Regions from separate parts of the Manis pentadactyla genome. Here region 1 is linked to region 2. Evidence: chromatin contacts called from public Hi-C data. All regions are on one chromosome and are shown on one strand. Each heading gives the region's core, a stretch centred on a gene start, on an enhancer-like site or on the middle of the called end of the contact. The rest is flanking DNA. Distances are from core to core; before and after follow the strand shown.

Evidence for each region. Hi-C and Micro-C count contacts between places; a contact is called where the count stands out from the background.
Region 1: a contact with region 2 is called in a Hi-C map of skin fibroblasts, with 7 times the contacts expected there. The contact joins the promoter of WNT7A here to the promoter of HDAC11 in region 2. A contact is called at or near these places in 2 of 3 Hi-C or Micro-C datasets (fibroblasts and skin fibroblasts).

Annotation. Positions count from the first base shown.
Region 1 is chr1:201,830,184-201,832,883 of mManPen7.hap1, reverse strand. WNT7A (Wnt family member 7A) reads left to right here and starts at 1,300. Exons shown (of 5, transcript XM_057506171.1): 1 at 1,300-1,643. The coding sequence starts at 1,573.
Region 2 is chr1:201,470,396-201,473,095 of mManPen7.hap1, reverse strand. It overlaps HDAC11 (histone deacetylase 11), which reads right to left and starts at 1,423. Exons shown (of 11, transcript XM_057506143.1): 1 at 1,315-1,423; 2 at 240-388. The coding sequence starts at 1,316.

The DNA.
Region 1 (2,700 bases), core at 51-2,550, 360 kb before region 2:
TGCTGCTCTCCTTCCTGACATGCTGACACCCCAGATCCTGTGTCCTTCAGGTCTCGGCTGGAAATGCCACTTCCTCAGACCTAAAATAAACCCCCAGCACCCAATACCATCTCTCCCATCACTGTGTTTTACTTTCCTCACTTGTTCCTGCTATGTCTGAAATTACATATTTGTTTACCTCTGTTCTCTCTCCCTCACTAGCTCCAAGAGAGGACTCCAGTCCTTCCTATTCCTTATATCCATAGAGCCCACCTTGGTGCCTGGCAGACATTTGTGGAATGTGAATAAATGCAGAAGCAGTGGTTTTTCAGGGAATGCGTGTGTGATTTAGAAAAGCAATTCTGAAGGATAAGCAAGTCTCGAGTGGTGGGGTGGGGTTATTAGAGTCAGTCATGCCTTGTTTCCAATCCTGCTCTGCCACTCATTAGCTGGTGACTTTGGGAAAACACCTTCGGAGCCCTGAGCCCCCATTTCTTCAGCTGAAACCAGAGTCCAGCAGCCCCTAGGTCACTGGACTGGGGTGTATACCATAGGAGGGATCAGCACTTCAGATCGCCGGCGATGCTCAGAGCACCCTGTCTCGGGGAACTAGGCCGAGATACACCACCCATCGTGCCCACCAGGTGTCGCCGCGAGTGCGCGCCGAGCGGCCAGCTGCGCCTGGAGCCCTCGCGTGGCTCGCGAGTCCCACATCTCGGTCTCGTGCGGGGCACCCACGCCTCAGCCAGACTCGGAGTGTCCACTAGGACCGGGATTCTAGAGGAAGCCAACCCAGCTGGATACACACTTCAAAAAGACAGGGATCGGGGAGAAAGATGCTGAGCCAGTTAATCCCTGGTCTGCCAGCAGCCTTGCGGAAGGGGGCGCCCTTCCCTGAGGCTGGGATTCGGAAGTCCGGGGAAAGGGGTACCAGGTGCTACCCAACACCCCCCAGCTCTGTTCGCTCGGCGGGAGGGGAGAGGACGTGGGGGCAGGCGAGGCAGCGAGGGCTCTCGGCCGAGCCTCGATTCCCACACCCAGAGGGCAGTCTTTGAGCGCACTCTCGGCCCGCAACTTGCGAGTTAGCGACGGGGTTGGGGGACGAGCGGACTCCCACAGTCCCCCACTTCGGCTCCGCGTCCGGGAGCCGGGAGGGGGCGCCACGGGAGCGCGGGGGGCAAGGCGCGAGCGCGCGCTGGGAGCAGGCGGCCCGGTCCCGCGGGCGCGGGGGTGCGGGGCGGGCGCTCCGGGGAGGCGGGCGGGGGAGGGACAGGAGAAAGGACAGAGGGAGGGGCGGGGGCGGGCGGCTGCAGCGCCCCCGCGCTCCCCGCGTTTCCCACACTTGCACCGGCCGCTCGCGCGCAGCCCGGCGTCGCCCCGCGCCGCGCTCGCTCCTCCCTCCCTCCTCCCGCTCTGTGGCTCCCGCGCTCCCGGCGAGGCTCAGGCGCCGAGCGCGCGGACGGGCGCACGGACAGACGGCCCCGGGGACGCCTCGGCCAGCGCCTCCCGGGCGGGCTATGTTGATTGCCCCGCCGGGGCCGGCCCGCGGGATCAGCAGAGCCCGGCCCGCGGCCCCGGTGGCCAGCGGGGACTATGAATCGGAAAGCACGGCGCTGCCTGGGCCACCTCTTTCTCAGCCTGGGCATGGTCTACCTCCGGATCGGGTAAGGGCCGCTCGCACCCCCTGCACGCGTGTCCCGACAAACTTGGCGTGGCTCGGGGATGGGTGCGCCGCCCGCGAGCCGCCGCCAGCCACCAACTTCTTCGGCCTTTCAGAGAGGCTGGGTGGGCGCGGTGCGGGAGCGGTGGGCGCACAAAGGCCCCCCAGGGACGCGCACAGCTCGAGAGACTCGGGCAGAGGGACCGGCTCTCCCGAGGATGTCTGAATCTGGCAGCCCCCAGAAACGGAGACAGCCAGTACGGACGCTCCAGCTTGGGGAACTCTGAAAAGGGAGAGCTGGGCAAAGGGTCATTCTCCTCCTGGGACCCTTCAGACCCCGACACAGGAGCAGAAAGTCCAGCAGGAACAGCGCAGCCAGGAGCCAGCAGCACTGCCGCTCCCAGGGAGCTCAGCCCCTAAAGCCCGAGAGGAACTCTACTCACAGAGGAGCGGGCACCGCCACTCCTAGAGACAGGGCAGCCCCCGGGTGGCAGGCGGGGCCAGTCTGTGCAACAGGGAACAGGTACCCAGGAGGAGGGACGTTCGCTGGCAAAAACACGAACCACTGCTTAGAGCACTGGCAACACCCTATTTCCAAGGACCCTCGTACTCCGGGAGCCCTTTTCCAAGCCAAAGGGACAGCGCCTCCCACTCCCAACAAACATACACAAAGGTAGGGCGAGAGATGGCTCGAGACACCCAGGGAGACTGACCCGCAGAGCCAGCACCAAAGAGAGGCCGGACCCTCGGCCCCCTAAAACTGCGCACCGAGCCGGCCGGCGCGCGAACGGAGCAGCCCTTCCGCTTCACCTCCGCACTTCTACGGAGGTGGGGCCTGGGGCGGCACTCCGGCTGAGGCTGGGGCCCGGGGGCTCGGGACGCGTCTTGGAGCTGCATTTGCAGGGCCCGTCACCCTTTGTACTTAGGAGATAACGCGTGTGACGCGCGCAGGGGTGGGGGTGGGGGTCTTTCTGGATTGATAGAGGTTCTGTGGGCCACCTGCACACAACCCGCCCGCCCACCCCCAGCAGAGAACCGGGGAAGGGACATCAGGCTGCGGG
Region 2 (2,700 bases), core at 174-2,673:
CTCCAGGAACTCAGCCCCACAGCAAAGGGGAGTCAGTGAATATTTGAGACAGGGACACATCATGCTCAGAAGTCTGTTTTGGAAAGATTCTTTTGACAGCATGGGCGGAAAGCAGTCTGGGGGTTGAGACTGCAGGTGGGAGAGCCTGAAGCTTGCGGTAGGGGAAGACAGTAGGAAGGGGGTTGGGGGCAACAGGATGGAGAAAGCATATGTAGGGTCTGAGGCGGGGCCTTCCATACCTTTTAGGAAGCTGATCACTTTGCCCCATTTTCCTGCATCAAAGGGGTGCAGCTTCTCCAGGCCCATGAAGGTTATGTTGTAGCGCGGCGAGTACACGATGGGCCAGCGTGTCTCCGGCACATGCTGGTACAGCTGGGTTGTGTGTGGCCTTCCGTGTGCACAGGGACAGACACAGACAGGAGCTGTCTCAGTGTGGAAAGCAGCACTCCCTCCCTGCCAATGAGCTTTGATAAACTGGACAGCGCTGACCCAGTACACTAGCTCCCTCAGCTGCAGAAAAGGGCCACTTAGCAACAGCACCAACTGGCTCCTTCCCTGCATTCTCCAAACCAATCCCCACAGCAGCCCTGGGAGGTAAGCGCCACGATCCCACCAGAGGCTTGGAGAAGGGGCCAGGTGTGCTCAAGGTCACCCAGCGGGTCTGTGGAGCAGCAGATGTGCACCCAGGTGAGTCTGGCAGCAAGGCCTCACTCAGCACACTGTTAACAATTACACGAACAGCTGTGTGGCCTTAGGCCTCAGTTTCCTCAACTGTAAAATGGGTGACTGTTGTGAGGATTGAGGTAACGCATCTAAATAGCTGAGCACAGAAAGGACCCTATCTTTGAGCAGTGGGGGGTTACCGTTCCCAGAAACCGCAGGTCGGGACTGCCGCAGGCTGTGGCTCAACCCGGAGACAGGGATGGGCATCACCTCGGGCCCCGCCGCGCAGCTGACACCCCTATTACACCTCTGCAGCCGCCAGGCGGGCGGCTCTCGCTGCTGCCACTGCTGAGGCCTCCGCACAGCTGGGGGCACCCGGGTTAGGCCAGCTGTCAGACCCGCGTACGTCGCCGAACCCCGCCCGGGTAGGGCCCTAAGGCTGGCGTCGGTCTCTCAGGCAGCAGAAAGTGGCGCGGGGCCGACGGGCGCACAGCACCCGAGCGCCCCTTGGCCCGCCATACCAGGACACACACCTGGCAGGCCCGCTTGGTGGCCCGCGTACTCGTGTTCCCGCCCACCGGAACCCCTGGAAACCCCGGGGGCTAGACTCCCAGCCCCTCACCGACCCCCCTCCACCCCCGCCGCACTCACATCCCGGCGCCGGACCCTCCCTGCGCAGGCAAACGCTCCGCGACCTGGAGGGGCGGCGCGAGGCCCCGCCCAGGACACGCCCCTGGCCCCAGCCTCCTCTGCTGGGGGCGGAGCTCCTGCAGGTTCGACTCCGCCCCGGTCGCGTCCACGCCTGCGTCACAGAAGAATGGAATCTCGCCCAGAGCGCGCCCGCCGGAAGGATGCCACGCCCCTACGCCCATCAAGCGCGAAGTTCTGCCTTCCGCAGACAAATGCCCAGTGGGATCCCGCCTGGCTCGGAAAGCCACGCCCCCTGGAGGAGGGCCGCGCGATTTTTCACCACAGCGCGTCACAGCCGGAACATGCGGCATCGCCCCGCCCCGGAGGCGGGGCTACTGTTTCCCGTGTTCCCTGTCCCGCCGCTTGGCGTTCGTACGCCCTCGCAAAGCTGGGAATTTGGGTCGCCTTCTTCCCTGCGGTCTCTGCGGCAAACTCGCTGTGCCCTTTGGCACGCGTCCGCTCTCTGGGGTCTCCGTTTCTGGGAGTAAAAGGAGAGGAGCGAGGGCGGGCGGGTGCTCTGACCCTTCAATCTTTGACCCAGTGGGAACCCATTACCTGACTTGAGCCACACGCACCCTCCCCGGGTGAAGCACCCACGCCCCGCTCCATCTTTGGTGGCTCTGACGTGAGACGAGCACTCCCCCACAAGTCATTTAGGCTCTCTGAGCCTCAGTTTCCTCAGCAGAACCGGGCTGGTCATCCAGTCTTCACGGTGCAGTCCGGTATCTGCACACTCCCTTGTCTTCCCCTCCCCCCACCCCAGAAGCCAAGACAAGCCCAAGCGACAGCTGGGAGTGCCTTGGGGCTGGACCCGGGGAGAAGGTTCTGACAACAGAGCTCCAGAGGACAGACACAATGCGCCTCTCTGTCCGCCCAGCTGTCCCCGCCAACCAAACAGAAACAGCTGACCCTAGTGCTGCCAAGAGCAGGGCAGCTGGGATCCCCGGTGGCTCCGTGAGGGTGCTGGTGTGACAGGGTGGGGCACCATGAAAGGGAAGGGCACAAACCTTTGAACAGGGCCCTCCATGTGCCTGTCACTTGATTGCTGATGGCATTGGGTTCTCATAACTTAATTCTAGGGGGGGTTGCTATCATCGCCCCAATTTTATCATGAGGTAACTGAGATACAGGTCTGGAGTAAACCTATACTTGGCCACCTGCCAGCACCATGGCCTTGAGCAAATTGCTTCAGCCCTTTGGTCTTTCATTCTGAAAATGAGGTGATGCCTTCCCACCTACCTCATGGGGAAGCTGACAGAATCCAGGATAGTAATGCTGATTATTATTTAATGACCACCTAGTGTGTGTTAGGTCTAAAAGCTTTATGCTTATCTAATCCTTATAACA